2 separate regions of the Oryctolagus cuniculus genome follow, and region 2 is linked to region 1. Evidence: chromatin contacts called from public Hi-C data. All regions are on one chromosome and are shown on one strand. The core of a region is the stretch at or near the end of the contact, and the rest is flanking DNA. Distances in the headings are between cores, read along the strand shown.

Evidence for each region. A called contact is a pair of places that touch in the nucleus more often than the background predicts.
Region 2: a contact with region 1 is called in a Hi-C map of liver, with 9 times the contacts expected there. The contact joins the enhancer-like site here to the promoter of BHLHE22 in region 1. A contact is called at or near these places in 6 of 6 Hi-C or Micro-C datasets (ear pinna, embryonic fibroblasts, liver and 3 more).

What each region holds. Positions count from the first base shown.
Region 1 is chr6:90,289,667-90,297,554 of mOryCun1.1, forward strand. It overlaps BHLHE22 (basic helix-loop-helix family member e22), which reads left to right and starts at 5,128. Exons shown (of 2, transcript XM_051843806.2): 1 at 5,128-5,794; 2 at 7,125-7,888.
Region 2 is chr6:91,281,303-91,289,190 of mOryCun1.1, forward strand. No RefSeq gene overlaps it. Among named protein-coding and RNA genes, the nearest start is that of ARMC1, 53 kb to the right of the region's middle. Within about 2 kb of position 4,774, at least 1 of the 8 cell types and tissues checked has an H3K27ac peak or open chromatin away from gene starts, as enhancers often do.

The DNA of each region.
Region 1 (7,888 bases), core at 3,878-6,377:
TATTTATAAGGCAGAGCAACAAAGAAAGAAACCTCTTCCATCCTCTGGTCATTTCCCAAATACTTGCAACAGCCAGAGCTGGCCATACTGAAGCAAGGAGCCTGGAACCTCCTCCCATGTGGATGTCAAGAATGCAAGTACTTGAGCCATCAACCACTGCTTCCCAGAAAGCATTAGCAGGAAGATGGATTGGTAGAGGGAAGGCAGGACTCAAAGGGATACTCTGATATGCTGTGCAGGTATCACAAGTGGTGGCTTAACCTGCTCTGCTGCCATGACACTCATTCCTGGAACAGTTTTTAAGGGGTTTGTTTGTTTTACAACTGGTCCTGTGATGATAGAACCTTTTGTGTGGGTTTCAGTTTTTTCTGGGATGCCCACATTATCTTCAGAATTAAGAAATGTGACATCTTTCTCCTGTGTAATTTTTGTTGCAGAATTACAACTGCTGGATGTGGTCTTCTTTCTGAGCTCTTACTTGCCATTCTTGACTGTGGCCATCACCAAGCCCCCTACAGCAGTGGCCAGTGGGCGATACACGCAGCTGCTTCTCAGTCTCCATAATGGAAAGGAGATAATGATTTTTGACTTCTGTGTAGTCAACATTGTTGTTTGCAACTTTTGTGGGAAAGTCAGGATTTTGCCCTGGAGGACAAAATTACTATATTTTCATCTCAACAACTTCAATAGGAAAAAATAAACCTTTTTAAAAAGTACTTATTGATTTGAAAGGCAGAAATGATAGACACACACACACACACACACACACACACTGAGAGAGAGAGAGAGAGAGAGAGAGATCTCATCAATGCCTCATTCCCTAAATGCCAGCAATATCCAGGGCTGCAGCAGATCGAAGCCAGGAGCCAAGAATTGGGTACAAGTCTCCCACGTGGGTGGCAGGGATCCAACTATGTGAGCCATCACTCTGCTTTCCAGAGTGCACATTAAAAGGAAGCCTAAACGGAGAGTGGAGCTGGGACTTGAACTGAGACACTCCAATGTGGGATGTGGGGATCCCAAGCAGTGGATTAACCGCTGTGCTAAATGTCTGACTGTATTTTTTTAACAACAAATATGACCACATTATATTCTACATCTTGGTTTTTCAACTTACTTGTGTAAGTTTTTGTATATGCTTTTTCAGGGCTGTCATATCTGTCATAGTTCCTTTTTATAACAGTATCTTATTTTGTAGAACATAGATGCTATAATTTATGTAATTATTTGCTTACTAAATAATATTTATGCTTCATAATTTCTGCCATTTTTTAGAAATAAAATCTTTATGTATGTCTATATCTACTCCTGCCATTTTTTCTTGTGATCATTCTTAGACTCCAAATCATTGTCCCCACATTTTTGCATCAATTTTTACTACCACTATTTTCTTTGCAACCCTGTATATATTATTTTAGTTTAGCCTAATTCTTCAAGCTGCTTTGATATATATTTTCTTTTTATTAACGATCATTAACATCTTTTTATATCTTTTTTGGATATTTGTGTTGCTTCTACTTATTTCTGGATTTGATCCTTTCTCTGTGTTTTTATTTGATGCCATCTTGTTGTTTTGTGAGAGCTCTTTTTATGTTTGATGTGTATATTTTTAATTCTAGTTTGATTTTTTTTTGCTGTTTGCCTTTAATTTTGTTCATGGTCTTTTTGTTTGAAGACCAAGAATTTTATTTTTTATGTGTTCTTAAATAAAGTAATCTTTTCCTGGGTGACTCCTTGGATTTTGTCTTGCTTAAGGAAGATTTTCCTTTCTAAGTCTATAAAAACCTTTTCTATAAAAATAGTACAGCTATAGTTTTATGACTTTATTTGTATTTCTCAATCCATATGGAACTGATTTAACTTTAATGCTAGTGAAATAATAAAGTTTAAATGGAAATCATATTCAAACATTTATATAAAATAAAATGTGAGACAATAAATTGCTGATGTTTAAAAAGAAAATATCTCACTACCCTTTTTTTGTAAAAATAAATAGTGAGGGAAAGTAAAATGTGTAGTCAGTTTAGACCTTTGACACACATTGTCTCCATAAACTTTGCATAAAAATTAATTTAAATTGGCTTATTTGAGCTGAACACTGTAACTGAACTGAAAACTGCTTGATGGACTATAATCAATGGAAAAAGTAATAGCATTGATGAATACAGCCAAATGGAGGAAGAAACAAATACCACAGTCAGATTGCTAGCAGATTAGAGTCCCAAAGCCTTTACTTTAAGAACCTAGAAGCAAGAAGGAAAAACGATGTAGTCATTAATTTAATGAATGTCACTAAACTGAAAAATGTGTTCCACACACCTGGAGGCCCTGTAATGCCTAATTGCTGTTAAGGAAAGAAACACAGTGGGACATCCAAGTGGGAACGACTTTGCACCAACCTGAAGGCCACTTCTCTACCCACATGTCCACTAGTTTTGAGCAAATCACACTGTGATGACCACCTTCATTCAGTTTACGATGGCAGGAAGGAAGGAAGCATTTCCCAAGAAGCCAGAAGGGGTTTTTACAGCAGCAGAGGGCAGAGAGGCAGTAGCAGGTATCAGCACCGAGGGTGTGGGAATGTGAAAAGTGAAAAGCACTGTGGTTCCTGCTCTTACGATCCCCACACGTGGCCCAAGTAGCAAAAGATGTTGTGCAGCCTGCACTGAACCAGAAAGTTGTGGTGGAAACAGGAAGTAAAACACAAACCAACAGTGATTATGAAAGGTGACTGAACTGTGAAGGTGAACTCAACAAGGGAACGTAATAAAGTGTTAACACTAAGTTCACACATCATTTTAAGTGTTGACGAGACGATTGACTGATACCCAGAGGTGCTCAATGAGGATGTGATGAGGAAATCCATTTTCCTCCCCAAGCTAAGTAGTATCAAGGACAGTAGCACGCTACAGAGTAAGTCTCCTGAGGACCTGCTTTTTCTGCTCCCTACTAACACCATTTTCAGCAATTCGCAGAGAAATACATCAGGTTTGAAAACACACAAAAATCATAATGCAAAAATTTCTTTTTAAAAGAAAAGCAGGCTGTATATTTAAGAGACACATACTTCCCATAAACAAAGAATTCACTAAATGTATTATTTGGCCTCAAATCTATGTATATACCTGTCCTCTTCCACCTTCTTTCTGTATTTCCTCCCCCCTCTCACTTTTGTCCCCATAAGCTTTGTTCATGAAAATATGGAAAGTAACTCAAGGGAGCAAGATGTTTCAGTATATGCATTGCAAAACCGCCTTTCTGGGAAAATCCCAACTTCTCTTTCACGAAGGCAGTTGGGGATTTCTTTATTCACAAGTGTATAAGTCCTCAACGAATCTTAAAAACATGCTTGAGGTTAGGTTTAATGTCTCCATGCCACACACTTGGCTATGCCCATTCTCTACATGGGCAATGCACTAAAATAGACTGCCTAGGTTGTCTGCCACCATCATTACTTTCAGGTAATGAGGATGAAGCATTTCATCAGATTCCATCAGAGGAATGCCATTTGTACGTGAAGACGTCTTGTCCTGGAGCTGTTGATTTCCTTTCTACAATGCTTGCCCATCACCAGACAAATACAGCATGCATGCACACCCATATATGTGTGTCTATCTGATTTTTTCAAAGTGGAAAACTCAATCACTGTAGTTTTCAGACAAACTAAGTTAACTGTTTCTTAAACATAAGTTAAAATGATTATATGCAACAATTCTGCTTTGCTAGAATAGATCAAATGACCTCATCAAAAATGCTGGAGGTGTCAAATTTATCCATGTTAAATTTCAAAATTTAACTGTGAAAAGCTCTCTAGCTAACCATCTGTTTATCTACTTTCTCATATATATAATCAAATTTCTTTCAAACAGTAACTCTTACATTGACTGAGTAAATGAATCCAAATATTTGGCTTCATAGGTCTCCACTTGAATTAATTAAAATTAATCTTTCAACTGAAGTGAAGTTTACATTTGTCTTGTTTGATCTACAATATTTTTGAAGGATATTCATAATATTTTGTACACTAAAAATATCTACTTATATTTGTATTTCAAGCAGCTGGCCTGTGGGTACAACCATAGATGAGAAATGATTTTAATAGAGAATTAATCTCTAAATTTTATTGCATTTCAATCTTATTAGCAAAAGGGAGCAAAGCTTGCAAAAATATCAACACTTCAGAAACATTTTCATTCACAAAGGTGTTAGGTGTTCACAATTCTATTATGTGCTCTAAATGTTTGGAAAGTAATTTGACCTCTGATGATATTTCCCGGTCAGAAAGCGTGAATGACATTCTTCAAAATTGTGTGATGGGAAGTTGCCAGGTAGAGAAAGTGAAGGTTTATTTTAAAAGGTGTGGCTAAGAATTTTTACTTATGTTGATTAATAAAATGCAATGAGGAGCTAGGATTTGTTTCAATTCATCATTCACATTATTCTCCTTTCTAGCATCATAAAAGTAATGGAGATAATTGCTTCTACTAAAACATCCATACTTGAATAAGAAATATTTTGGTGGTTGATGTAGCTGAATGGAAACTGAGAATTTGGTTTTTCACTAGTTAATTTTTGGAAGCACTGAGACTACAGCATCTTTCACATAAAATGAGTAGTTCAAATCTTGACTTGGAAATTAATCTGAGACAATTTATTCCATCAATTTAAATATTTATGATAAATGTAAAAATCATGTTTTATTATAAGTCCCCAGCATAATAACTGTATCAAAGCTATAAAATCAACATGTGTAAATACGTCACAAACTTTTACTCACACATAATTAGCTTCCAGGATTGTGTATGACACAATAAGTGTTGAGATCATGTCTTACAGTCATAATCAGCTTATCATGGATTTAATTTTTGAGGCGCAAAATAAAAAGTCGATTTCATACTCAGAGTTATTGTCGTCCGTCTCGATATTTTCTTCATTGCCAGGAGATGGCGCTGTGGGTTTTAAATCGCAGACCTTAAACCCCACAGCCCCGCTGAGTTTTATTTCTTTCCTTAATTGGTGCACATTGGGCAAGCCAAAAAATGTTCACCCCTTTTGTTTGAACAATTTTAATTATTTTTTTCTAATGCTCGTCAGCTTTCTATGAAGATTCGGTGGAGGAGAGGGCACATGTAACACAAACTGGTCTGTTATACCAGCCCCTGGGGAGAACTCAAGACAAGTTTGTTCCAAGTCAGTAAGGCAGGAGTGAAATCTTAATGAACTCTTTTCCTTAGTTTTCTTCCCTTACTATCTGTACATCCGACCTTGTCCTCTGAGATTGGCAGGCTCCCCGTTATCCGCTTGTCCTATCAACCCCCTCGCCTTGAAAGTCGCCAAGATCGGAAATCCCAGGTAGGAGCAACCGGTGAGCCCTTCGCGACGGTCTTGGGCCGCCCTAGTACGCAGCACCCTGGGAAAAACAAAGAAACAAACAAAAAACTCTGAGCCCGACTGTTTCTCTTCCTTGTCTGTTCAAACCTAGGCTAACTCGTCTGGAAACAGTGCCCGGGTCCAGCCTCTGGTCTTTAAAACAAATGAAAGAGAAACCTCGAAGGACTTTTCCATCAACAAGTTTCAACTTTTTTCCACGGTCAAAATCGTAGACGTTGCCGAGCGCCCCGGCGCAAGAGCGAGGCTGGCGCCCCAGGCGCGCTGCCAGCGATGTCCCAGCCCGGGCTGGTCTCGCGGCCCCTGCACCTGCGCTGCGCTCCGCCTCATTAGCTGCGCCAGGCCCTGGATACACACGTGCACTAGGAGTCTCTCTCAGTGAACTCTACAAGACCTGGTGAAGAAGGTGAGAAAATACTGACGATAAGACGAAAGCGAAAGGCCTCTGGGGCTTGGGTCTCTACTGTCAAGTGGGTCCTGTGCTCCCAAACCCGGCAGGGGTGCAGGATGGTGAGCCCATTCAGCAGGCTTCCTGGGGCCCGTGGATTTTAAGCCGGCCCAGGCGCCGCCAGACTGTGCAGGGTGGGCGAGGCACACGTAACTCAAGGTCAATGTGCTGACCTGGGTTTGCAGCAAAACGAAGCGTGCGTGGCCCTTGGACTCTGGGGGGCGCGCTCTTGCTTCCGCGGCTAGGATGAGACAAGGCAGCCAAACCGCACTGACCCGGCACCTCCCCTGGGGTTTCTCTGAGAGGGTCGCCCTGGGGTCTCCGCGGTGCCGGAAGAAGAGACTTTCTTAGTAGGATTCTGCCTGCCCGGAGAGGATTCCCAGGGCTCTCAGGGAATTCGCTTGTTCCAAGGTTTGTTCAGAGAGAAAGTTGATGCCATTTTTGGTAAACTTTGTATTCACTTTTTAGAATGTTCTTAAATAGAGATCCAATTCTTCCTCTCAAACACACACACACACCTCTCCAAATCAGAGATTCTTCTAACTTTTTAATCTAGATCAGGAATAAACGATTTATTTGCTTATTTATCAGACAGCAGCTCCTGGCTTTGCACCTTAAAGGTGCTTCATTTTCTTTGGGCTCCAGATTTCAGGCAAATAGCGAAGAAATGTAAACGCGACCCAGAGTCAGTCTGGTGCTTTTCAGTGCAGCTTTGCTGGCTGGGCATCTCCGAATCCTTCCCGCAGTAACAAAACTGTGTTCCCCTTTAGCCAACACGTTCCGGCGTTTATAGTATTGTATCCAACCCCGGGCCGAGAGAGCTTCCTTTCCGGAGTGGTGGCCCACCGGCCTCCTAAACCATCGCTCCTCGCGCCAGAGGCGCCCGGCCAGGGGTGCCCGCGCCCACACCGGAGCTGCCCTACCCTGCTGCGGGCAGAGGGAACGGCCCCCTGCGTCTCCGGTCCCCCGCCGCTTGCGGAACACACGGCGACCCACTCTGAAACTGCGGGGAGCCAGGATTTCCCTTCCGAGCTTTCCTTCTACAGGGTCACGGGTGGGTCAGGATTATTATCATTATCATTTTCATTATTATTATTTGCCTTGGGCTGAATTACCAGCCCGGACGCCCAAGCAACAAAAAGGCTCTGGTTTTGCCTTTCTCTTTGCCACTGTTCTTGGGCTCTTTGCCCTCTTTCTGGGAGAATAAAGTTGGAACGCGCAGGTATCCCGCACTCCTGCGCCTAGGCGGCACTTAGTGAGCGTCTGACGTCACCCTCCAAACCTGCAGGAAACCGGGAGGCGGCGGAGGCGGCGGCTGGGTACCACACAAGAGGAGAGTGGGCGCACAGGCCGTGACTTAGGGCTGGCGACGATTCAACCAGGTAACGAGACACGGGGCAGATGTGTTTTCATTGCCCTGGAAGATAAATGCAGTGTTAAGTGTCTGACGACTTCCCAGAAGCAATCAGCAAAAGTTTACGAGAGCATAAACCTCAAAGACCATTCCCCGACGGTTGCTACAAGGCCTGCATTTAGAGCTCCTATAAATCCTCCGGCCGTTTCCAGCGACTATTAAACAAGCCACCTCCTCCAGGGAGACGAGGGAGATTTTCCTGAACCGCACAACAAAGAGACCCCTGGTTCCTGGGTGAAAGAAAGTTGAGTAAAAGTTTGTTCCTTAGGTTTGGATGGCTCAGGAGGCGGGTGGGTGGGAAGGAGTCTTCGGGGTGGGGTCGAGTTGTCTGATTCCAATGAAAGACTAAGGTTCTCTAAGAGCCCTGGCCTTAACCCAGGCCGGGGGCGCTTTGGCCTCCCTCGGTGTCGCCCCATATGTGCCCGGCCCGAAGTCACAGAGCAAAGCCCTGTGTGGCGCCGGCGGCTAAGCCCCGCGCTGCCACCAAGGCCCCGGGCACAGTGTATCCTGGGCTCTTCAAGTGTCCACTGCTGGGACCGGCAGGAATCCAGGCGCCCTGTAAAAAGTGCTAGCCCACAACAAATGCCGGCTGAGTGGAAAATGAAGTCAGACACTAAGAAACGTGTCGCCACCCACCC
Region 2 (7,888 bases), core at 3,524-6,023, 990 kb after region 1:
CCTGCAGGGAAAGTCTTGTCTCCCTCTTCCAAGTGGCAGTCCATGCTCCTACACCTGTAACAGGCTGCTCTCTTTTAAAAGTAGGAAAACTGGCGAGGACAATTCCCTTTAAAATGTGAGTGATTAGGAATTTCTTTTTAAAAAATTTTTATTTATTTGAAGGTCATAGTTACAGAAAGAGAGGGAGAGACAGAGATCTTCTATCTGCTGGTTCACTTCCCAGATGGCAGCAACAGCCGGGGCTGGGCCAGGTTGAAGCCAGGAGCCAGGAGCTTCATCTGGGTCTCCCACGTGAGTGGCAAGGGCTCAAGGACTTGGGCCATCTTCCATTGCTTTTCCCAGGCCATTGGGATAGAGATGGGTCAGAAGTGGAGCAGCTGGGACTCAAAGCGGTGCCCATATGGGATGCCAGCGTCACAGGCGGGGACTCTACCTGTTTCACCACAATGTCGGCCTATGATTAATCATTTCTAACCTCCTCCATTCACAAAGGAATGTTTGTTTCCCTGTTGTAACAAAAGTAGTGAAACTTCAGGCATGAGCACAGACATATTTTTAGTCATTAAGTATTTCTTTCTCTATCCCTCTACTCCTCCCATAACTAAGGGACCTCTGGAAGACTGCTTCTATGATACGCACTGGCTAGTCTAATATACCACCCTCCATTTCAGTAAAACGTCCAAAGCTCATCTACCTTTTGCCTTTACGTTTCCAAAACTTCCCAAATTTTCTATATGACATTATTGCAAAAAGACTTGCTATGTAGGCCTCCTGCTCCCCCCATTGCCCTCACTGTGCTCTGTTGAGCTATCCTGCCACACTCAGCCCTCATGTTTCAAAGGCAGTGGAATCCTTCCAACACCTAGACCTAAACTCTATCGTCAGACAAGCTCGTCCCTAATGGGACAAAGATGACCCCAGCTGCCCCGTGTTTGATTTCCAGGTTCCATTCCTATGACCACTGGAACTTGTGCAGGAACGTACCCAGTCAGATATATCAATATCCTCCTACATTTCTCAAATGTACTCCCTGAATGCTAAAATACAAGGTCCTAAAATTTTGGAAATAAAAATGACAAGGGTCTCCAGTTCAGTTCTATATTAGAGCACTGGCATCTTGACCAACACATTAAAATACGAAAAAGGTAAGGACTAGAAAAAAGATAAAACTGCGATTATCTGCAGATATTTTGACCAGCAAATAAGTAAATTCTGGGAATTAATAAGAGATAATAGATCAATTTACCAACAGTGTTTTTCTGTATCAATTAGAAAATATAATCCACAGTATATATATTATTCAGAACAGCATTAAAAGCAGGTGTGAGAAAAGTAAATGTAGTATATATATATAGTATACTATATACTACATATATTACAGAATATATATATATATATATATACACTACGGACTACTACTCAGCTGTAAAAAAGAATGAAATCCTATCTTTTGCAACAAAATGGATATAACTGGAAACCATTAGGCTTAGTGAAATAAGTCAGTCCCCGAAAGACAAATATCTCGTTTCCCCTGATCTATGGTAACTAATAGAGTACAAAAAATGAAATGCATATGAGTGAAATTGCCATTTTTGAGATTTGATTACTGTTTAAAGTCCTTGTGTACTATTGAGGAACATTTTTCCTTCTTACAATTGGTTGAATTATTTACTTAATGGAGGGTCTACCTATGATTATAAAATAAACTGAAAGTAAGTCATTGTTAAAATTAAAAGAAAAAATATGAAAGGAAGTTGGGGGGAGGGTGGAACCATGGGTGAGAGGTAGGGTAGGGTGGGAAGTATCACTGTGCTCCTAAATCCATATATATGAATTACATGAAATTTATTCAGCTTATACAAATAAAAATTTTAAAGAATAAACTGAAAAAAATGAAGTTGTACAGATATGTCAAGAATCATTTGACACACCCTTCTGGATAAATGACACAGCATCGGAAAACAATGAGACTAATGCAGAGAGTACAATGAAGAGAAGTCCCAAGACAGCAACTACATGGCTAGAACAAGAAGTTAGGAGGTATAAAGAAGAATGTTCAAAAAGGATGTTGGAAAGGACTTCATCATGAAAGCCATATGATTGAGATAGTGAAAGAATAATATAGCAAAGACACTTTTTTTCTCAAAAAGTTAACTTTGAGAAAAAACTTTAAAACTCACGAAAAGGGTCTTGAGCCAAATAGGAAGCATTCTTCATCAAATGGCACAGGTGTGGTGAGATAGGGGCATTCTTCCTCCTCTACTGATCCAGTCCTTCTGTCTTTAAGTTCAATAATATCATGTTTATATCCTAGGTGTATATTTATATTTCCTAATTATAGTCATCTAAATGCTATTTGTATTCTAACTTTAGAATCAACATTGAAATAAAGCATGGATGGTTACATTTTGTAATTACAATTAAAGACTACAATATAAAAATAGACTATGTAATAGAATAATAACAAAAGTAAGGTGGAGATAGAAATTTCAAGAGAAGTGAATAAGATTAAGAAAAGAAGTGGAGGGGTCGGCACTGTGGCGCAGCGGGTTAAAGTCCTGGCCTGAAGCATCGACATCTCATATGGGCACCGGTTCTAGTCCCGGCTGCTCCACTTCCGATCCAGCTCTCTGCTGTGGCCTGGGAAAGCAGTAGAAGATGGCCCAAGTCCTTGGGCCCCTGCACCCGCGTGGGGGACCTGGAAGAAGCTCCTGGCTCCTGGCTCCTGGCTTCGGATCAGCGCAGCTCCAGCCATTGCGGCCATTTGGGGAGTGAAGCAGTGGGTGGAAGACCTCTCCGTCTCTACCTCTCTAAAACTCTTTCAAATAAATAAAATAAATTTAAAATAAAAAGAAAAGAAAAGAAGTGGAAGTTCTTACCTAGAGATAGTGTAGCTGTTATTCCTTGCTAAATAAGAAGTTCTCCTCCCCTCAAATTCAGTGGCTTAAAAGACCAATGAACATTTCTTATCTCATAGAATTTCTGTCATTCAATCACGAATTCAGGGGCATGTTAGTTGAATGGTCCTGGCTCAGGTTTCTCACCAGAGTGCTGTCCAGAAGTCAGCTTGCACACTAAAACGAGGGCAGCTGCCAACAGTCATGCAGGGTCAAGTCTGTACTACTGCTCTTCATAGTTCTCTGAGACAAGATCTTGCTCTTCCTGGCAAGAGATGGGCTCAAGATGGCAAGGCTAATCTACAGGAAACCTCTCCATGTAGACCACCATGCTGGCTCAAGATGGAACCACCTTGCAGATGGCAGCCCTGGGTGGGGAGGATTCTACAACGGTCAGAGACTTGGTTCCCATCATTTTGGAAAAAGTCCCTCCACTGTCGTAGCAGGAGCCCTTCATTCTGCTGAACAAAATCCTGAAGCCAACATGTGCACAAGTTCCAGTGGCACACACACCACTAGATCCAGCCCAGCCCAGGGTGGATTCTGTGCCTACCTTTTCTGTCGTTTGTATCGGTGAACCAGTACACTCTTCTGTCTTTAATTCAATGTGGGTGAAAGAGCCCTAATGTCTATCATATGTATAACAATCTTAGGGAAGAGATACACCTCTTTGGGGCAATAAACATAAAACAATCTCTTTTTTTCTAATTATTGCCTCAAGCTGTAGTTCATTGCATCTCCTGCTTATCTTTTAAAAATATGCACAGATTGGGGCCAGTGCTGTGGTGTAGCAGGTAAAGTCAATGCCTGCAATGCCATCATCCCATATGGTACAAGTTCGAGTCCCGGCTGCTCCACTTTCAATCCAGCTCTCTGCTATGGCCTGGAAAAGCAGTAGAAGATGGCCCAAGTCATTGGGCCCCTGCACCCACGTGGGAGACCCAGAAGAAGCTCCTGACTCCTAACTTCAGATTGGCGCAACTACGGCAGTTGTGACCATTTGGGGAGTGACCCAGCAGAAGGAAGTCCTCTCTATCTCTATCTCTATCTCTATCTCTATCTCTATCTCTATCTCTATCTCTATCTCTATCTCTATCTCTATCTCTTCCTCCCTCCCTCCCTCCCTCCATCCTTCCCTCTCTTTCTTTTTCTGCCTCTCTGTAAATCTGCCTTTCAAATAAATAAATAAATTTTAAAAAATATATGTACAGATTAAATGTCTATCAGTTGTTACAGGGTCAGCAAACTTTTTCCGAGCAGGGCTAGGTAGTTACTACTTTAAGCTTTGTGGGCCACCTATGATCTCTGGTGTATATTTTTATTCATTTTACAATCCTTTAAAACTGCCAAAACCATGAGCTGGGACTGAATCCGGCCTTTGGTTATTCAAACAGCTCTGTTATGAGCTTCAGTTTCATTGTTGCGAGATGCCCTGACAAGCGCCACAGTTCCTGTTGAGTGCTAGCCTGCAGGTTTAAGTGCCTGCTGATGGGAAACAAATTCTGCAGTAGTCTCATAGACAATTAGTAAATCCAGGTGACACCAGGTAGTCCAGCCTGACCACCAGAGCCAGCGTGGGGATCAGCAAGCAAAGCCCCAGAGCACTGGGTTTAAGAGGGTTCCCACTCCCAGGTGCCAATTCGCATTTGCACAAACTTCAGAGTGAGTGCTTCCCTAAATTTAGCACCATGGGCGCCATCCCTTGCCTCATCCTTATCCCAGCCAGGAAAACCACCATCTAACTGCTCGCTCTCAAAGGCAAAACTGGCTTGCTTGCTGTTGCTACAATGTTTGCTGCTTGCTCAGAAAGCGCTGGGCTCTTGGCCCTGGCTTCTTCTCCTGGAACAGAACCCACTGCATGTGTTTGTTTCTCTCAGCCCGTGAAATCACCCCCGTGAGACTTGGGGGCAAGGGAACCAACACAAATATGCTGAGGCTGCTGCTTTTATTGTGCCCTGAGTAATAAAAGCCACTTGTCTCTGACCCAGGAGCCTGACGTCCTCTGCCAGCAGACAGGAAATGATATGAGGCTAACTTGCTGGCCTACAGGCAAGGGGAAATCTGACCCTTCCTGCTTCTTGAGCCTCGTTTTTGATGCAAAGCTCCCATCCATCCCTATTCCCATGTCCATTTCAGTCACAGCAGGATGGCAAGTCCAGGAACCTGTAACAAGGTAGTCTGTCTCTTTGACACCTTCTTTTTCCTTTTTTAGGGCTGGTGTCCCAGGGCAGGAAGGAAGGATTAGGGAGACTGAACTATTACGTCACTGCCTGCCTGAGGCGGTGGGGGTGAGGGTGGTAGAAGGGTCCCTCAAGGACTTGGGCCCCTTTGATGGATCTCTCAGCTTCAGAAACGTCTAGACAGGGTTGGTGGAACAGCAGGTTAAGCTGCATGGGACACCTGCATCCCATACTGGAGTGCTTGGCATCAAGTCTCATCTCTATTTCCAATCTAGCGTCCTGCTCATACACCCCTTGGGAGGCAGCATATGATGGCCCAAGTACTTGGGCCCTCACTACCCGTGTGGAAGACCCAGATAGAGTTCCTGACTCATGGCTTCAGACTGGCACAGCTCTGGTTATTGAGGGCATTTGGGAAGTAAACCAGTGACTGGAAGTAGAGTTACAGAGGGAGAGACAGAGAGAAAGGTCATATGTTTTTTAAAAAGAAACCCCTAGACAGACACATGGCTGTTAGTTTCTATGCACACATGATGCCCAAAATCTGTGGTATATATTTCAAATTCTTCCTTGGCTCTGTCCGTGTTTCACCAATGTGCCAATTCAGGAAGCACCTATAAACTCTGTTGGTCTCAGGTTGAGTCTCTTCAAGTCACTCAGTGGCTCACCCTACTCCCTGGGCTTGGGGAATCCCCCAACATATACTTTCTCTTTCCCCCATGAGAAGAGTAAGGGGCTTTCCCACCACAGTGTCCCTTGAAGATCAAAGTTTCACCTCCCCCAAAGACTCTCCTTATATACACTTGAAGTGAAGAATATGGTTGGCAAAGTAAATACAGAATTTGGCAGTGCTGGGCAATAGACTATATGAGAATCTAGTATCCATTGCTTTCAGCTTTGGGCCTTGTTGGCAGTTCCAGAATACCAAGAAATGCTCCATTAAGGGGACAAACATTGTGGCACAGTGATTTGATGCCACTTGTGGTGCCTTTATCACACAGACTGCTGGTTCAAGTTCTGGCTACTCTACCTTTTATCCAGCTTTCTACAAATGCACCTGGGGAGGCAGCAGATAGATAATGGCCCAGGTACTTGAATCCCTGCCAGCCGCTAGCTAGTGGCTTCAGCCTGCCCCAGCCTTAGCTGTTGGAAGCATTTGGGGTGTGAGCCAGCAGATAGAAGAGATAACTCTCTCTCTCTCTCTCTCTCTCTCTCTCTCTCTCTCTCTCTCTCTTTCTCTTCTTACTGTCATTCTGCCACAATGAAAGTTGTTCTAAAAAAAAAGTTTCCCTTAATGAAATATATTAAACAGAAAAAACAACTTAAGAAATTAGAAACACATATTTCCTTACTAGGAGCATAAAACTATATTCTGGCTCAACATAGCACTTAATAATTCCTTCATTGCTCAAGTCCTGTCTTGTGCCCAGTGGGAACATTAGCTAACTATGTAGGGTTAGGGTTGCCTGTACAGGGATCTAGACCTTTAGAGCAGTGATTCTCCAACTTCCACATCCACGTGCACGCTTCAGGATTGCCTGGAGGACTTGTTGCAGCTCGAATTGCTGGGGCCAGTTCCTAGAGTTTCCCACTCAGTAGCCACTGACAGGTGCAGTTTGAGGATGTGCATTGCTTTCCAGTTTCCAATGACACCAATGCTGTGGAGGAATCACACTTTGAGAACCACTGCCTAGGGCACCCTTTCCTGAGTAGCCAATGGACCAAATGCAGCCCATCATTGTTTATTTACCATGATCGGTCATTCCTACCTCTGAAGGTGCCACTGAAAAAAAAAAAAAAACATAAAAATAAAAAAGAAGATGGGCTTTGGAGGGCTTCTGAGTTGAAGAACACGCCCACATGCCACAGGTTGGGAGAGAGGGCAGGGTGCACCCCAGCTTCATGGTATAGAATTCCTGCACTCAAAACTCTTCTAGATTTCATCCTGTGCATGTCTTCATCTGGCTGCACATCTGGATCTTTATCAGGTCAGCAAACTTGTAAACATGTCCCCCTGTGTTCTGCGAATTAATAGAACCCAAGGAGGGAGCTGTGGGAACCCCACTGTGTAGCCACTCGAGCAGAAGTGCAGATCACAACCTGGGACTTGTAACTGGCACCTGAAAGGGGGCTGTCTTTAGGGACTGAGCCCATCTGCGGCTGTCCCTTAGTAGACCGTGCCAGAACTGAGTTGATTTGTAGGACACCAGCTGGATCCACCAGAGAACTGGTTGTCAGTGGGAAGAAATCCCTACACATCTTGATGACCAGAGGTAAGGTGGGGGGTGACATGTGCCAGATCAGAAAAACACTTTGATGGTTTCTATCTCATACACATGGCCACACTTCTTCGTTCACAGACTGTCTCTGGCTGCTTTCTAAGTATAGTTGGAGAGCTGTGGAAAGCCACAGTTTCCAGCCTACAGAGTCTTTTCCAGAAACAGTTTGCTGATCCCTGCTTCACAGCATCATCTTCTGGCCCTCAGGCAACCCTGCCAACATAGTGTCCTGCACTGGGCAGAGGAACATTACAAAAAACAGCCCTGTAAGGCTGTTGCCAGAAGGGCTTATTTTGTTAATTGTATTATAGCCTTGATGTAGTATTGGGTCACTGATACTTATGTATAAACTTTAAAAATATTTGCACAAACCCAGCTACATACACACATAGAGAGAGAGGGGAGAGAGAGAGAGAGAGAGAAAGAGAGAGAGAAAGTGACAGAGAACTCACATCTACTGGGTTACTCCCCAAGTGCCCGCAATAGCTGAAACTGGCCTGAGTCAAGCCAGGAGTCAGGAACCCAATCCAGG